Regions from separate parts of the Mus musculus genome. Here all the other regions are linked to region 1. Evidence: chromatin contacts called from public promoter capture Hi-C data. All regions are on one chromosome and are shown on one strand. Each heading gives the region's core, a stretch centred on a gene start, on an enhancer-like site or on the middle of the called end of the contact. The rest is flanking DNA. Distances are from core to core; before and after follow the strand shown.

Region 1 (2,601 bases), core at 29-2,528:
TTTCAATCAATGTGTTTATCTCCACTAGATTCTCTTCACCACTTAAGCCCATGCAATGTGCCTTAAAAGTTTCTTTTCCGTGAGCAAATTCTTTGAAATTCCCTTCATATCTAAGCTTAGTTAGAGATTCGGTAGCTTTAACACCTCAAATCATAAATATAGGAAAGTTTCAAGCCCGGGGACAAAAGGCTGAGGTGCCTATTTAACATATCAAAGAGGACCTGGCTGCTCTGTTCTCCTGGTAGCCCTCAACCTCTACCTGTTACCATAGCCAGCCCCCTACCCAAAACTCTCCAGCTCAAGGGGTGGGCTGTGCTTTCCTATATAATCCAGACATTTTAGTTTCTAGCTCGGTGTACCTTTGGGCCTTCTAGCTGCTGCACCTGGTTCCCCTCTCTCCCCTCTCTCCCTTCACCTCCCGCGCCCCCTCCCCGCACTCTCCTCCCTCAGGTGGCTCAGGGTCATGTCCACTCTGGACTCACTCAGATGTCCCTGCTCTACGCTCTTCCTTTTATCTGTAAGAAACTTTAGCCGTATCTAGGAGCAGTTATGTGATAGCTAATATACATTTTAAGTTATTCTTGAAAACACATTCATGATTATTTGTGTGATTGAGGGTTGAGGGTTGAGGGTTTTTTATTTTGTTTTTGTTTGGTGAAGTGAGATCAATTCTTAGCTCAATATACCTTTGCCATTGATAGCGTTGACATAGGAGTGTCACTTGAGGAATCCTCTCTGTTGGATTGACCTGTGGGTCTTGCCTAGGGAGGTGGCGGCCGCGGGGGTGGCGTTGTATTAAGAAAGTAGCTGATAAAGCAACGGGGAGCTAAGTCAGTAAGCAGCGTCCTGCTTTAACCTCCGTCAATGATGAACTGTAAAGACTAAAATGAAATAAGCCCTTTCCTCTCCGAGTTGGTTACAGTCCGTGTTTATCTCAGCAACAGAGACTAGAAAGGGCAGGCAAACTATTATCTTTACTTTGGACCTTTTAGCTTTACTATCTGAGGACCTCTAGGTGAGGATGTGTGTAAAGGGCTTATATACTAAATCCTGTCGATATTTCTTGGTCTTTTTCTCTTCAAACGAGCCTTCTGAATGGTCTCACTATTGAGAGATGCTTTTTAAAACGGTAGAGGACGTGTCCATTCACCCCTAAATGATGCACAGCTCGTTTTTTGCTTTCTTCTTCCATGACTTTTGGTCTCCCTGAGATCCCGGCCGAGACTACATTTCCCAGCAGGCCGTGCTCAGACCTACGGGTGCCCGCATGGGACTGAGGAACTTTGGGGGCGGCACAGTAGCAGGACAGGCTGCTGACGGGCCGGCGCTTCGCGGTTTGAATGGCTGCGGGCCCGGGCCCTGAGCGCATCTGAAGAGCCGCGGCCTCGGGGTGCGCCATGGCATCTGGAGGCAACCAGTCGCCACCGCCTCCTCCAGCTGCTGCAGCCAGCTCGGAGGAAGAGGAGGAGGATGGCGACGCCGCGGATCGCGCGCAGCCCGCGGGGTCCCCGAGCCATCAGATCCAGCAGCGGTTCGAGGAGCTGTGCAGCCGCCTCAACATGGACGAGGCGGCGCGCGCCGAGGCCTGGAGCAGCTACCGCAGCATGAGCGAGAGCTACACGCTGGAGGTGCGTGCTCAGATCCTCCGTGGAGATCGGGGACTCGGGGTGGCCCTAGGATCACTTGGTCGTTTGCCCCGCACCATTGCCTCCCCCTGGCTTTGCGGCCGTCAGAGGAAACTCATTAAGTTTCAGGCTTGCTTACGTGTGAGAATGGCTTAGGATTTATTGTCCCCCACCCCCCGGGCAGATGAAAAGCGGGTGTAGACACACAACATTTGTTGCTGAACTTGGGCACTCTTTTTGGCTGTCATCCAGGTGTAGGCTTGTTATGTTCCGTTCTTGGGACGGGGCTTTGCAGTTGACGAAAATGGCTATTCGGGCTAGTGCCTGTCAACTCTGCAGGCACCTCCCCTGTATGGGCCAATGGGAAGTGACACGGAAGTCCGGATTGTTTTTCAGCTGCCTGTGCGTATGACCCTTTGATTTTATATATGGAAGCTTATCGAAGTAGCAGAGCAAAGAGGCCCCCGACCCGAAGGCTAAGCAAGGTGTTATTTAACTATGATATGGATGTACTTGTGCCATTCTTCTGAGTCGGTTTATTTCTATTTTTTTAAAAATCGACACACATCGAATTCCCCTCTCTCCATTTGTTACACTCACAAAAAAAAGAAACATGGCAGCTTTAGACCTGTGTCTGAGTGACTCTGGACAAGTTTTTAACCACAGTGAAACTCAGTTATGTTGTGTGAGCAGTTTTGTTACTTGTGCCCACTTCAAAGTGCTTACCTAAAGCTTAACTAAAGCAATGTGTGTATGTGTGCAGAAAATTTCCTAGACTGAAGCAGTCTGGCTGAAGAGACCGTAGCCGCCTTCCTTACCCAGTGTTTCCGATAGCCAGGCAAAGAGGAGAACTTCTGGTTTGAAGGACACAAATACTCCCAAACGAATTCTTACTTCACCTTAGAGATGACGCTGTAAATTAGCAAGAATGAGTATTATAACATAGCAGAGACTTCAAATCACAGACTAAGTCATA
Region 2 (2,601 bases), core at 51-2,550, 4.8 Mb after region 1:
GTTCTACTACCTTGAAGATGCTTGAACACATTCAAAGGGAAGAAGGCAAGCATAAAAAGTTACGTAGGCTTCGCTCCCAGTTAGTATGTGCCCCGGGGAGGTGTCTGCCGTACTCCAGGAGACTGTCTCAAATCTGCTCTTCTGAGGCCCAAGGAAGAATCAGGAGTTACTAGTTCCCGTTTAGGCCTGGCACTTTCAGTACACCTTAGTTTAAGATGACTCATTTGTCTTTTTTTAAAAAAGGAAGTCAGTCCTCTTGTCTTGCTCACAGCTGCATCACCAGCAACTGGTCCAGTGCCTGGCTCGGAGAAACTGGGTTACGAAATATTTTAAGGAGCAAAGAGCCGACTGAAATGCAGGGAAAGATTGATGGCTTCCAGTCAACAGAATCTCCCAAGGGTTTAAAACAAAGAAAGTACATTACACTTCAACCCTTTTCCATCCAAAGGCCAGGCTGGTCTGTCAGGGGATAGGGGATCATCAGGCACTACTGTGGTGACACTGAAGGATGCACTACGCCAAGGTCATGGATGCACACCGGATCTGGACGCCCCCAGAACCTCCTTGCATGTGGTCACATTTCCCCCCGTCACGCACGCTGCTTCTACACAGCACTGGCAGATTTAACCCTCTGGACCCCGACAGCTGGACCTGTTGTCCCGCAGGGCAGCTGGTCAAGGACATGCGCGCCCCCCTGCACCACAGCCAATCAGCGACAGGCAGCTCCGGCACCATAGCCAATCGGCTAGAGGATGGCCCAGCGCCACCGCCCACGTGCTCACCCCTTGCCCCGCACCCCACTGTGCTGAGTCCACATCTGGGACCCCCCATCACCCGCTAGAATGGGATTCTGGGTGCAGTCGAGAACCACAATTCCCACCTCGGGGGCTACGCTGGCCCTCTGTCCGGAGATACAGGGGAGGGATGAGGGGTCCTGGGGTCACCCCGGGGCGCAGACACTGGACTCTAAGACTCGGGACAGTCAACCCTTGGGGACACACGAGGTGCGCACGTGTGTCCGATCGCGGGGTGGGGTGCAGGTTTCACAGGGTCCACAGTTCGGCTGGGCAGGGGCAGGCCCGCGGTGCCGCTGCATCTCTGTATCCCTCGGCTCACCTGGCTCTGGCAGAGGCTGCAGCAGCTAGGCCTGGGTGAAAGGCAGCAGCCATCCCGGAGAGGATGCGGCTGGAGTGCAGGAGGGCCATGGTGGGCGGTAAGACGGCAGTGGATGGTGGTAGAGCCGAGATCTGGGGAAGCGTCCGCTGGAACCGAGGCGCGGGCTCCTAAAAGGTGAGGACAGTGACTTCCCTGGGCGTGGCTAGAGCGGCCCTGCGCCTGGAGCGAATCATGTCGCAGCGGCCCCTTGCGGTCGGGGGTAGAACGACGACGCCTCCACGGAGGTCATGGAAACTCGCAAGGGCACTGCTAATCGCTGCCTATAAATCCTGTGAAGCTTGTATGTGAGGATGCGCAGTCCACAGTGCTCAGCGCTCTGCTTCCAGTTAATCATCCGCTACGCTAGAGGCAGCTGCCTAGCGTGCCAGTTTGAAAGAAGGAAAAAAATGTAAACTGACCCGAGGAAGTATTTTTTTTTTTTCCTAATGCTCCAGTGTGGTTTTCCTTTCAACCCACTAGTTTCCCCAAGTGCAAGTCTCTCAAGGTTCAGAATGCTTTCATGTCCCTGTTAGAGGACAACAGGCATATTTTGTGGGGCAGTTGTGAGTATTAACTTGTGAGATTAGCAGATTATGCCCTAAAAAAAAAAAAAAAAAAAAAAAAAAAAAAAAAAAAAAAGCCTGATTAGTCAATACAAAATTACCCAGGACCAACGACAAACTTTTGCACATCAAGTCTTCATAATTATGTTTGGAAGAAATGAATAAGCTTTTAAAGGCTGGGAGAATGAATTTGAGACAAGTCCACAAGTTGACCGAATTCACTCTGAACATGGGCCATTATTTCCCAGGGATGCCTTGCAGAAATCTGTATAGATTGCCAGTCTAATTTCTCCGGCCACTTCAGTTGTCTGTGTGATTGTTATCAAATCTGGGGGCCACAGCATGTGCTGCAAACCAGGCCCAGGTCACTGGTCCTCAAACAAAGTAAAATAGTGAAAAGCAGAAAAAGATTTACTTGCTGGGTGGTGGTGGTGCATGCCTTTAATCCCAGCACTTGGGAGGCAGAGGTAGGTGGATTTCAGAGTTCGAGGCCAGCCTGGTCTACACAGAGAAACCCTGTCTCGAAATTTTTTTTTTTTTTTTTTACTCAATGTGGCCACACTAGGAAGTTGGACAGAAAGATCCAGTTTTCCTTCGGGGTTCAAATGAGAGATTCCAACGTAAACAGATTCCCAGTCAGCTTGTGTTCCTGCCTGCCATTAACCCATCCTATAAGGTGATGGATCTGATAAGTTGCTAGAACTGTATAGACTCTCTGGGAGAAAGGTTGCCTCTCTGGCTGGGGCCTTTTCTTATTTCAGTATGAGATTCCTAGAGATATTGCCATTTCTTTGGGTTCCATTGTTTCAGTAGTCAAATTGATAGACACAGTGCCTCTTTAGGATATCTTCATTTCTTCCAGGGCTGTTGCATGAAGTCCAGA
Region 3 (2,601 bases), core at 38-2,537, 4.6 Mb after region 1:
AATTGTTTTAGAGATAAGGCCTTGCCCTATAACCTGGTCTTGTTTCGACCCTGAGATCCTGTTGCCTTGGCTTCCCCAGTCCAGGGATTCTAGGCATGTGCCAGCATGCTTGACATTATTGCAACTTTTTAAAGTAGCTGTCTGGAATAAAATGTCTTAAACTGACTAGAGCAATGGTTGTTAAAAGAAGAGGAATAAAAAGTAAAGAAAGTGGTGTAAATACTTCAAGCATTCATGTGATACAAGTGTTTTTGGCAAGAAAAAGCAAGTGACTATTGCTTAGCATATGTAAAGTTCTAGTCCATATTTAGAAGGCTATTGCTTAAATGTAGTGAATTATGTAAATACATTAACAAATTATTTCATTCAAAACTAAAAAGGAATACAAAAGATGAAAGGCATGCTCGCCCCCTTTCCTGTGTTGCTCACAAACCACTACCTCAGGAATGCCCTCCTACAGTAGGTAAATTCGGTAGCAAATCTCGCAACAATCTGCCTCAACCTGTATTCATGTATGTACCGCCAAATCTAGGACCAAGCAACCAAGCAACCGTGGTCTTTCCTTTGTTCTCAGGTACTCTACCTGTGATCGCATTTGATATAGGAGCTCCCGCTTGCAGAGTGGCTGTGAAAAGACTAGGAAACTGGTCTAGTTTCCTCTTTCAGGAACCCAAACTGATCACCACACGAGGACTTTGCCAGTTGACAGTAGAGCAAGGCCCTGAACTTCAGATCTTCCAGCCATATATAAATCTACCACTCCATCTAGACTCCCACCCCACCTGAACCTACACCCGGCCAAAATACTACAAATAATTTGTAACTTAGCACACAGTTAAACATTTGGACTAGTGCTTGCGTTTTAGTTTCTTCTGTTGTTTTCAAAGACAATAATTAACCTACCAGTGAAAATGCAATAAAAGCGGGATTAATGAGGGCTGGAATACATAGTGTAAAATGATATTACTTGAATCCCCAAAGATGTTTTTAAATTCTATGTGTGTATTTAAAGGCTGCATGAACACAGTTCCGTTAGTACAGACACATGCTGTCCCTTCAATGATGTTCAAGCTTCATATACCTTCCCCAGCCTAGTCTACAAGCTGCAGGAGGACTTCCGGCCGACTCATCCAGGGCTTCCGCATTGGGCGGGGACACTGGACCCAATCTGTGACCTTATTGATTGCTTTTGCCTGAGCGGCCGCAGGCTCGCCGAAATCGACTGCTCGGGTCTGGCGAGTGCGGCGCGGGAAAGCGAGTTTGAAGCCGGCCCTAGTTCGCTGAGGTGGCGCGCCCTCCTCATCCCTGACTGTGCTGCGAGCTGCCATGTCCGAGGCGTATTTCCCAGTGGAGTCGGGCGCTCTGGGGCCGGAGGAGAACTTCCTGTCTTTGGACGACATCCTGATGTCGCAGGAGAAGCTGCCGGTGCGGGTCGAGACGCCCATGCCGCGCCTGGGAGCCTTCTTCCTGGAGCGGGGCGCGGGCTCCGAGCCGGACCATCCGCTCCCTCAGGTGAGGCGAGCCCGGCCGGGGCAGAGGTTTCCAAGATCTGGAGGCGGTGGGAGTCCTCGGGGGTCCCGGGAAGCTGCACAGCACTCGGAGGACTCTCCCGCCACCGATCTTAGTCTTCAAACTTTCCAAAGTCATTGGCTTTGGCTCCAGCCCATCATCTCAGGGTCTCTTGGTTCTATTCATGGTTTCCATAAAACTTATTTGAAGTTTCGAAGTCTGGGAACTGCAGATTGTCATGCGCACTCGGCACAATTATGACAGTGTCTGCAGCCTGTTTCCGAGGACCGACTGTCCATCAGGGGATGGGAGTCTGTGATGGGGGGATAAATTGTCATCTTCTCGCTTAGGCAATTCTACAAAGAGTGAGTACCTCAGCCAGGGTTCCACAGTAAGTCCGTGCTGGCTTAACCAAGGCAGTCCTCGGTAAAAGGTTGCTCATAACAATTTTCAGTGTCGCACTGAAAAATGGCAACTGCAGCTTCCCGTATTAAGCCTTTTGCCCTCCCATAAACCTAACAAAAGCTGGGTTAACAAAGCCAGGGTCCTCCAGTAAATGGTGAACTGGGATTCGAACCTTGGACTCTATGGCTTCAAGTACGAGTTTGTCCCAAGAGCGTAACTTGCAATGGTTACTTTCATTTCCCGTTAGGTCCTTTAAGTTTTGTTTGGAAGGGTATCAATTTTGTCTCTGTCTATTTCTAGGTACTTTTTCTCAAAGTAAAACACCACATTTTTACTTTTTCAACAACAGAAAGGCTCATTTTTGCTCCCTGGGCTGCTTCTCAACCTCACAGTCCTTTGTAAGTCGACTCTTCAGAGTCGACCGCCATGTTTTTGAAGAATATTCCAGGACTGGGGGTGAATCCTGGAGCGTTTCACATGCCAGGCAAGCATGCTACCACAGAGTTCTACCCCAAATGTCAACTTATTGGCTCCCCATTGTCATAGAGAAAGATTTAGGAGTCTTTTGTTTTTGTTTTTTTAATGTTTTTGAGACAGAGTTTCTCTGTGTAGCCTTGGCTGACATAAACTGGCTCTGTATACCAAGCTGGCCTCAGACTCAGCAATCCTTTTGCCTCTGCCTCCCTG
Region 4 (2,601 bases), core at 53-2,552, 3.1 Mb after region 1:
TGGAGTTACAGCAAAGACTGCTCTGGGGTCAGTCTGGAAAGGGAGCACGGGAGCCCAGAAATCAATCCGGTTCAAGTTCATAGCCAGGGCAGCCACAGAAAGTGCCAGGAAGGGAAAGGACACGGTGTTTAATCACACAATCCATGGACAGCCGTGGGCATCCAGTAATGCCTGGAATGAGTCAAGAAGGCATTGCCCCAGTTTTCACTAAGAGCTGCGAGGACAGCCTGTCCTGTTACAACCCACCCACAGCCTCCGTTGAAAGTATCCGAGTCGGCCTGCCGGGAAGCTTCCGGCACCAGTTTCCTGGCTCTGCAGATGACACAGACATTCCAGCTATGACTTCCAGTCTGATTTCAGCAGACTTAAGCAAGTGGGGAAACACCATGTACCTCCAGGGGAAGAAATTTTGGCTGCCATCTCCACCCTTCCCCTCAGCATCCACCCGTGGGTGGAGGTGGGTCGGGTTACGTGGGGCTTTCCATCCGTGTGTTTCAGAACACCACCATCTGGCCCTTCCTACTTGGCAAACACCCTGGCAAAGGGCCCTGGTCCATATCCTCCCAGAATGGACTGCTTTCGTTCTCTTGAATTCCACCTCCAGCAAAGACCCCCACCATTTTTTCCTGTCACTCGCTGCCCTCCCCCCGCCCCCCAAGAGTAAGTCTTAGCACAAGGCTTGTGTCTATGGTCTCTAGTCTCTTGACAACTGGCTGGTGCCTTAGTGGATTCGAACCCTACACTCATCTTGGGCAAGTGACTATGTGACTGCGTCTCCGTTTCCACTTTTCTACGGTGAGAATAATGAACACTCCAACCAGCGTTTGTAAGGAAAAACGACAGCTCTTACGGTGCCCGCAGCACGTGACACGCAGGGGGGCAGGAGTACATCACCAACAGCAGTTAAGCCAGGGGTAGGGCTGGTTTTTGTAACCGGTTCACACTGCCAGCTAAGTTTTCCTGTACGCAGGGTCTCCAAGCCCCGCTTTCACCCAGGTTAGCACACAAGACATGCGCGGAAACTGTGTCCCCGTGGCGTGATCTGGGCGGCCAGAGGTCTCGTCGCTCAGCATCGCCTCTGCACCCGGCCCCTCGGGCCCCGGGGCACCGCAAAGGGCGCGCGCGGGAGCAAGCAGGTGTCCTGGAACCGGTTCCCACCGGATCGCAGACCCTTTGCGCTCAGCTCCTTTGCTCTCAGTCCCTGAGCCCAGAGAAAGGGGGTGTGACTCAGCGCGGGGGGTGGGGGGAGGGCGTGTGCAGGCTCTGTCCCACGAGCAAAAAGAGGGCCGCTTGCAGAATTCGGGTCGTGCGCAGGCCCAGGGGCGTGTGCTGGCCATATCCCTTGAGCCAGAAAAAGGGCGTGTGCAGGCGGCGGGGGCGCGTGCATGGTGCCTTCCACCCGGGCGGAGCTTTTGCGCTCGACCCAATACTCTCCGCTATAAAGGTCGCGCTCCGCGTGCTTCTCTCCATCACGCTCCTAGAACTCTTCAAACCGATCTCTCGTCGATCTTCAACCGCCGCCTCCACTCGCCATGGACCCCAACTGCTCCTGTGCCTCCGGTAAGGGGGACTGCTGACGGGATTTCTGGGAGAGCTAGACAGGCTTTTTGGCCCCTCCTTTAGTAATTACTTTAAGGGTACGACCGGCTACCCCTTCCGAATGAATTCTGAAGCACTCCTGCTCCTTTAAACTAGTCCTTGAGATAGTGGCTCGCCTACCCGGGTGATTTGCCTCACCTTCCTAGGAGAACAGCGTTCAGGTACTCCCGGGTCCCACTCAACCGCGCTCACTGACTGCCTTCTACTTTTAGATGGATCCTGCTCCTGCGCTGGCGCCTGCAAATGCAAACAATGCAAATGTACTTCCTGCAAGAAAAGTAAGTTGGATCTTCTCTGCCATTTCCCCGTCACTCTCCTGGGGTCCCTAGCCCGCCGCGCCGCGCCTTCCCTCCCGGGAGCGTTCAGGTGGTGTGCCTCTGACAAGGTTTCTCGCTCACGTTCAACTCTTCTCTCCCCACAGGCTGCTGCTCCTGCTGCCCCGTGGGCTGTGCGAAGTGCTCCCAGGGCTGCATCTGCAAAGAGGCTTCCGACAAGTGCAGCTGCTGTGCCTGAAGGGGGGCGGAGGGGTCCCCACATCTGTGTAAATAGACCATGTAGAAGCCTAGCCTTTTTTGTACAACCCTGACTCGTTCTCCACAACTTTTTCTATAAAGCATGTAACTGACAATAAAAGCCGTTGACTTGATTAATTCAGCTTGTCTCTGTGCATTGGTTAAGGGCTGGCAGAGGCGTTGAGATGGGACTGCAGCAGCTGAATTTGAGCTAGTCGGATTATATTTCTCTGGACTTTGACCGCCTAGAAAGTGGTCATGCAGAAGCATGCATTGGTCACAGAAATGGGCCATTCCTACTGGGCGTGTGTGTGTGTGTGTGTGTGTGTGTGTGTGTGTGTGTGTGTGTGTGTGTATTGGGGATTAAACCGAAAGCTTCCTGCTTACTAAACCCAGGTGCTCTAATGCGCCACATCCCTACCCCTAATTATTTTCGGTTTTTAGGCTTAAAGTATGAAATACCTGTAAATAAAAATGGGAGTGAGTCAGA

What was found. Promoter capture Hi-C pulls out the DNA fragments that hold promoters and counts their contacts.
Region 2: a contact with region 1 is called in a promoter capture Hi-C map of pre-B cells. The contact joins the promoter of Got2 here to the promoter of Rbl2 in region 1.
Region 3: a promoter capture Hi-C map of pre-B cells shows a contact between it and region 1. The contact joins the promoter of Gins3 here to the promoter of Rbl2 in region 1. A contact is called at or near these places in 1 of 39 promoter capture datasets (pre-B cells) and 1 of 484 Hi-C or Micro-C datasets (CD4 T cells).
Region 4: a promoter capture Hi-C map of the C10 cell line shows a contact between it and region 1. The contact joins the promoter of Mt2 here to the promoter of Rbl2 in region 1.

What each region holds. Positions count from the first base shown.
Region 1 is chr8:91,068,779-91,071,379 of GRCm38.p6, forward strand. It overlaps Rbl2 (RB transcriptional corepressor like 2), which reads left to right and starts at 1,279. Exons shown (of 22, transcript NM_011250.4): 1 at 1,279-1,628. The coding sequence starts at 1,398.
Region 2 is chr8:95,887,101-95,889,701 of GRCm38.p6, forward strand. Got2 (glutamatic-oxaloacetic transaminase 2, mitochondrial) reads right to left here and starts at 1,301. Exons shown (of 10, transcript NM_010325.3): 1 at 1,117-1,301. The coding sequence starts at 1,205.
Region 3 is chr8:95,632,272-95,634,872 of GRCm38.p6, forward strand. It overlaps Gins3 (GINS complex subunit 3 (Psf3 homolog)), which reads left to right and starts at 1,288. Exons shown (of 3, transcript NM_030198.3): 1 at 1,288-1,512. The coding sequence starts at 1,327.
Region 4 is chr8:94,171,316-94,173,916 of GRCm38.p6, forward strand. It overlaps Mt2 (metallothionein 2), which reads left to right and starts at 1,303. Exons shown (of 3, transcript NM_008630.2): 1 at 1,303-1,560; 2 at 1,812-1,877; 3 at 2,021-2,252. The coding sequence starts at 1,533. The coding sequence ends at 2,112. It overlaps Gm39227 (a long non-coding RNA gene), which reads right to left and starts at 340. Exons shown (of 3, transcript XR_879107.2): 1 at 1-340.